Regions from separate parts of the Mus musculus genome. Here region 1 is linked to region 2. A link is a contact called in public HiChIP or PLAC-seq data. All regions are on one chromosome and are shown on one strand. The core of a region is the stretch at or near the end of the contact, and the rest is flanking DNA. Distances in the headings are between cores, read along the strand shown. Region 1 holds the start of Lias (lipoic acid synthetase). Region 2 has its middle 6.2 kb from the start of Gm43837.

The links. HiChIP or PLAC-seq counts read pairs in DNA pulled down with a chosen protein or histone mark.
Region 1: a contact with region 2 is called in an H3K27ac HiChIP or PLAC-seq map of microglia, with 7 times the contacts expected there. The contact joins the promoter of Lias here to the enhancer-like site in region 2. A contact is called at or near these places in 1 of 39 promoter capture datasets (hippocampal neurons), 2 of 484 Hi-C or Micro-C datasets (the N1E-115 cell line and pro-B cells), 4 of 115 datasets of contacts at active chromatin or transcription factors (embryonic stem cells, microglia, neural tube and 1 more) and 1 of 9 other capture datasets (adipose tissue).

What each region holds. Positions count from the first base shown.
Region 1 is chr5:65,390,154-65,393,141 of GRCm38.p6, forward strand. It overlaps Lias (lipoic acid synthetase), which reads left to right and starts at 1,344. Exons shown (of 11, transcript NM_024471.5): 1 at 1,344-1,520; 2 at 2,067-2,236. The coding sequence starts at 1,476. It overlaps Rpl9 (ribosomal protein L9), which reads right to left and starts at 1,278. Exons shown (of 8, transcript NM_011292.2): 1 at 1,223-1,278; 2 at 793-839; 3 at 586-701; 4 at 235-330. The coding sequence starts at 838.
Region 2 is chr5:64,370,236-64,373,195 of GRCm38.p6, forward strand. No RefSeq gene overlaps it. Among named protein-coding and RNA genes, the nearest start is that of Gm43837, 6.2 kb to the right of the region's middle. Within about 2 kb of position 1,591, at least 59 of the 459 cell types and tissues checked have an H3K27ac peak or open chromatin away from gene starts, as enhancers often do. A contact at or near this core is called in the N1E-115 cell line, adipose tissue, hippocampal neurons and 1 more, where this site is marked.

The DNA of each region.
Region 1 (2,988 bases), core at 94-2,593, 1.0 Mb after region 2:
CAAACATACCAGCCAGCAATCTCCACTATATGTATCTACCAACAAACAAAACCCCTGAAACAGAAGTAAAGGAGCCTGCCCAGCAAATTCCTGGGTCTGATCTGTGCTAACCCACCCCCAATATCTGAAAGTGCCTCCTTTGTAGAAGTACAGTCCATCCTGGCCCTAGACATTTATACACACCCAAGGAACCTCTTCCAAAGGGTTAAAGGGCAGAGTGGAGGGCTGACTTACCAGCGTGACACCCTTGATCATGTTCTGAACATGACTGCAGATGGTCCTGACGGTGGCCAGTTCCTTTCTGTTACCCCACCATTTGTCAACCCGGAGCTGAAACACAACAACTTTAGAATTAAAACACAGCACTTTTAGCTGGCGAGTACTAGCACGCAAAGCCATGTACAAATGCACCGTATGTCACACGCACAGGACACCAGAGGGACGACACACACACACCCAAGTTCACTCATAAAAGAACTGAGTCCGAGTAACCCACTCGGCCACGCATGGGGTGGGGGATTAACATCGGTTACCGGGTTTTGTTACAAGCAAGCACCCGAAGCATCGGAAGACACAAGTTCTTACCCTTTTCTTCTTCTTCCCAAGAAGACTCAGCTCCACGTTGATGTGATTGAAGTCCCTCCGCAGAGTCCCCCTGGGGCCCTTCACAATGACTGTGCGCCCCTTCAGAGTGATTTCGACTAAACGAGAAAGTGAACTGGTGAGACCATAGGCCGGGGTTTAGAGCATGCAGGAAAGCCGTCAGCGGCCGGCGGGGAGCCATCTACTCACCATTCTCTGGAATGTCCACAGTCTGATTGCTGAGAATGGTCTTCATCCTGAAACACAGACACCCGGGTGAGACGGCTGGGGCGGGGGACGCTCTACACCCGAGACCCGGCAGCGTTCCGCTCCCAACGGGAATCGCCAGCTACGAAAGCCGGCAACAAGGACCCAGGTGTGTCCGGGACAAGGACTGGACCGGGGGCCCCGGAGAAGAGTAAGGAAGCCCGGCTCGGTGCGCCATGGCGGAAGGGCTACGACCGAGATGGGCCTGAAAGCCCGAACGCCACTTCCAGCTCGCGCCACCAAGTCCCAAGGACGCACGTCGTGCTGGGGGACAGTCGGGACAAAGCCTTGGGGCATCGGCTCCATGCCGCCGGGGTCCCCAAACAGAGGATGGGTTCAGATTCCCGGGGCACCCGGTCCCTAAGCTCCTCACCTCGCAGTAGATGGGGCAAAGAGAGAACGTCTTTCGTCATCACGTTCTTGTAATCCGTCAGGGCCCTGCGTGTCGCGTCACGACCCGAGCGACGGCTTTAAGGCGGAACTACTCGATTGCCGAGCTAGTCGAGTCGCGCCGGTCGGCGACGACGTATCGCGTCATGACTCAAGCGACGAGTTGTTGGACGCGTCCGGTGCCGGGGGTGCTGTTCCCTCGATCCCTTGACACTCCTGAGACCTAAAAGAGGGGGATGGCTCTACGCTGCTGGGATACAGCTCGCAGCCTGGGGTCCCGGGTGAGCGGCGGGAACGCCATTGCTTATCCTAAGTTCAAAACTAGGGAAATTGTTCCAGATATCCTTTTTTTAAAAGCCCCGACAGCTGTGGCATATCTTAATTATTGCAAACTTGTTGACAACATATTTTAGTACCTGTTTTAGGAATAGAAGACATGAAAACGTGGCATGTTAAGTCACCCACTAAGGTTTTCTAACCTATATTTAGCGGTTAACTTTGATCTGCGTCCCACTTTTTTCCCCCATTTGTCATGGCTGAGCGTGCATCAGGGTCTCTGTAATCTAGGCTGGCCTGAAACTAAATTCTTAGACCAAAGACGACTCCTCACTCTGCCTCCTCTGAGAGCTGCATTACGTGTTTGAGCCGCCGTGACTTACGGTTCTTTCACCTTGAGTCTTTTTCAGGTTCTGATCTACGTAGTTTGAGCTCTTAAATCGTTTTACATAATTTCTGAATCAATTTCTTTAGCTTTGGTATTATAATGGGTTAAAACTAAATTATTTCAGAGTCTACTGAGTGAATGTTGTACTGAACCCTTTTTGTAGATATTTGGAAGATATGCGTTCACGGTTAGAGCATTAAGTTCTTTGCCAGATAAGAAAAAGGAATTTTTGCATAATGGACCAGACCTTCAAGATTTTGTATCTGGTGATCTTGCAGACAAGAGTACATGGGATGAATATAAAGGAAACTTAAAGCGCCAGAAAGGAGAAAGGTAATTGAACATTAGATTCCACTTTGACTTTGTGCATTGTTTGGTTTTGTTTGTTTGTTTGTTTGTTTTGGTTTTGATTTTTTGAGACAGGGTTTCTCTGTGTAGCCCTGGCTGTCCTGGAACTCACTCTGTAGACCAGGCTGGCCTCGAACTCAGAAATCCACCTGCCTCTGCCTCCCAAGTGCTGGGATTAAAGATGCACTGCCTGGCATTGTGCTTTTTTTTTTTTTTTTTTTTTTTTTTTTTTCTTTTTTAATCAAGCCTTGTAGGTTTTTCTGTACCCTTTGGCCATTTCTTCATCCTTTCCAAAATGACCATTTTATGCTGCCATATCCCATTTTATATCTAGCATCTAATTGAGAAAGTATAGGTTTTTCTCTTGATAGTTATTTTATTTATTTGGGTTTTTGGAGATGGTTTCCCTATGTAGCCCTAACTGCCCTAGACTTCTCTCTGTAGACCAAGCTGGCCTCAAACTCAGAGATCCATTTTCCTCTTCCTCCTGAGTGCTGCAATTAAAAGTGTGCACAACCACCACCTGGCTTACTTTATTGATTTATGCCTTCATATAGTTTTAATTGTTAATGGGTATTGATCATCTAACTTACTCTTTTGTTTGTTTGTTTGAGATGGGGACTCACTATTTGTTCTTGGCTAACCTGGAACTCTCTATGTAGGCCAGACTGGCCTCAAACTCAGAACTGAGATCCGCCTGCCTCTGCCTCCCAGGTGCTGGGATTAAAGGTGTGCAC
Region 2 (2,960 bases), core at 341-2,840:
TGGCCTGGGTCCTGAGACCAGGGATATGTCACCTCTACGTTGTCCAACATCTGGGTGTGGTGGTGACTTAATCTGACTAGATCCTGAGGGTTCTACCATGATGACATGGCAAAAAAACAAAACAAACAAAAAAAAAAAACCAGCAATCCTGATGAATGAATATGGACCTTCCTTCCATACAGACTCACAGGGCTCACACCACTATGATTATGTGACATAGAGACAACCTTCCTTCCTCTTTAAACCTTGGTATCTGAGAGTTCCCTGTTATAGAAGCATATGGTTCTCTGTGCTTCCTACCCCCTTACCTCACTTCTCCCTTCCCTTCCTTCAGATCCATGCCCCTGTGGTGTGAACAGCCAGGCAACTACTAGGCTTAAGAAGGTGTTGGCCCCAACTGTAAAGATGCAATTCCTGCCTGCATGACTCCATGTTGCCTGCAAATGTTTTTGTCATGCTCTCTTAGGGACTAAGTTAGGTCTGGGGCCTGTGAAGTGATGTCAATCATAGCACAATATTTTTCCTCCAAAGAGGAGGATTGAGCGGAAAGAAGATGATGAGGCATTCTGAAGAAATGAGGACTGTGGCAATTCCCTTCCTGAGGGTGTCATCGTGTAGAAAAGATACTCTTCCTTTCATGGTGGCTCAAATGGGGTCCTCATCTCCTTCCTTGTGGTCATAGCTGGAGCATTCAGGGCCATCCCCTGCATACTCTGGAGCCTTTGACTCTGGTGGTCTACTAAAACCAAACTCTCCTGCCTTGCTTATTTTACCCATGCCATGTTCTGGAAACTGTAAATGGTTGCCTTGCAGTTTCTACTGTTGTGTTAAAACACCACAACCAAAAGCAAGGTGTGGAGGAAAGGGTTTGTCTGGCTTTCATATCCTAGATCACGGTCCATTAAGGGAAGCCATGGCAGGAACTCGATCTAGGCAGGAACCTGGAGGCAGAAGCTGATGCAGAGACCATGGAGGGTTGCTGCTTACTGGCTTGCTCCTCGTGGTTTTCTTAGTCTGGTTTTTTGTTTGTTTGTTTGTTTGTTTTGTTTTACTATAGAACCCAGGACCTTCAGCTGAGGGTTGTCCCCACCCACAATGGACTGGGATCTTCCACATCAATCAGTAATTTGAAAAAAATGCCCCACAGCCTTATCTTATAGAGGCATTTCCTCAGTTGTGGTTCTCTCCTCTCAGATGACTATAGCTTGTGTCATGTTGACACAAAACCAGCTAGTACAGTGGTTGACACAATATCAGCTCTTGGCAAAGAAAAACAAAAAGGCAGTCAGAAAAAAAATTATTATCCAATTATAAGAAACACAGAGGCTGAAACCACAGAGACAAACTAAAACCTTAAGACTGGTCTCTGCCAAATAGAGGATGCCTTTTCTCTTTCAAAATGATGAGATTCAGCACTTTGACTTCTGAGGCTGAGCAGATGTTCTCTCTGTCACAAATCTCTTAGCTCTGTGACTCTGTTGAGTGGGTGGTGCAAAAAATAAAATCTTTCAGGAAGAAGCTGACAGTGAAAGGCAGCAAGGGTCCTCTGAGCCACAGGGAGCTGGGATGTGACCCAGAAGTCAGAAGAGAGGCCATCTAGGGGAAGTGAGTCTGTAGCTTCCTCGTTCAGCTCATTTGTCTCTAATGAGGGAGAAAATTTACACAGCCACAAATTGTTGCAATTCAGAGAGCTAAACTGATTTGGAAACATATTTTGTCCTAGGATATTTCTTGGCCTGTTTGGGCTGCTATAACAAAGTGCCTTAGGCTGGGTGGCTTATAAATAACAAAGGCTTACAGGTTTGATGTCTGCCAAGGGCTCCTTCCTGGCTCAAACTTGGCCTCTTCTTATTGCACCCTTGCATCTCAGAAGAGACAAGCATCTCCCTAGGGTCCCTAAAGGCACTTCTCTTGAACATGGAGCTCTGCCCATGACCCAGCGTCCTCACAAAGACTCTACCTGCTAACATGACCCTTTGGATGGGTAGGATATTCATGAATTTGGGCACAGTGGATTCATAATATTGATACCCCAGACGTTCCCCACCCAGGGGATGTTATCCAATACATCTGGGAAATTTTTAGTGACACAGGAAACTTTGCCATTACTCTGCCTTCATTTCTCCTCCTTCTGTATGCCTGTCAGATGTTCAACTCAGGCAGCCCATCTGGAACCTCCCCTCCAGGATAATGTCTCCTCCTTAAATGAGAAAAAAAAGTCTAGCCCCTCCTCCTTCTTGCTGGATGTGAACCGCTCTTGAGGACTTCAATCACCTGGCCTCCCCTGCCCTTCGAGCTAAAGGTTAATTGAGGGGTGAATGAAAACAACACAGCGTCTTATGAGAAATGAAAGATGGCCAGATGGAACCCACCAAGGGCGGCTGAGATTTCAATTTCCTTACTGTAATGAAAACTGCATTTCCATTAACCGCTGTGGTAGAAATGATTTACCAGCAGAACGAATCACCTGTGATGCGCCCTGGCTCCTATTGTGAAGCCTGGCTCTGCAGAGCCGACTGCTAAAGCATCTCTTCATTACCACCCGCCATGTGGACCTGGGGCTGCTGCAGAGGGTAAAGGCTATGGCCGTGGACATGAAAATGGGGGCCTCTGAGACAGAACAAAGAGGAGGCTCTAAAACTCTTTTCCTCCCCACATTCTGTTACCGCCCTTTGCCTGGACAGAATTTTTTTTTTTTTCCGATGCGGGCACATTTTACAGGCAGCCAGACGTAGGTCAGTAAGTAGCCATAGGTACCTGGGGAGCTCAGGGCTTTGGGTCATCATCAGACCCCACATTTGACCCAGCATTTGAGATTGCCTTACAGGATCACCCTTTCCCTCTTCCCTAATAATAAGATGCCATGGTATCAGCTTGGCAGAGGACTTCTTGCAACAAGACCCACCTTCCCAGCATGCTTTGCAGCGGCAGACAACTATGTCATCACTGGGCACTAAGGA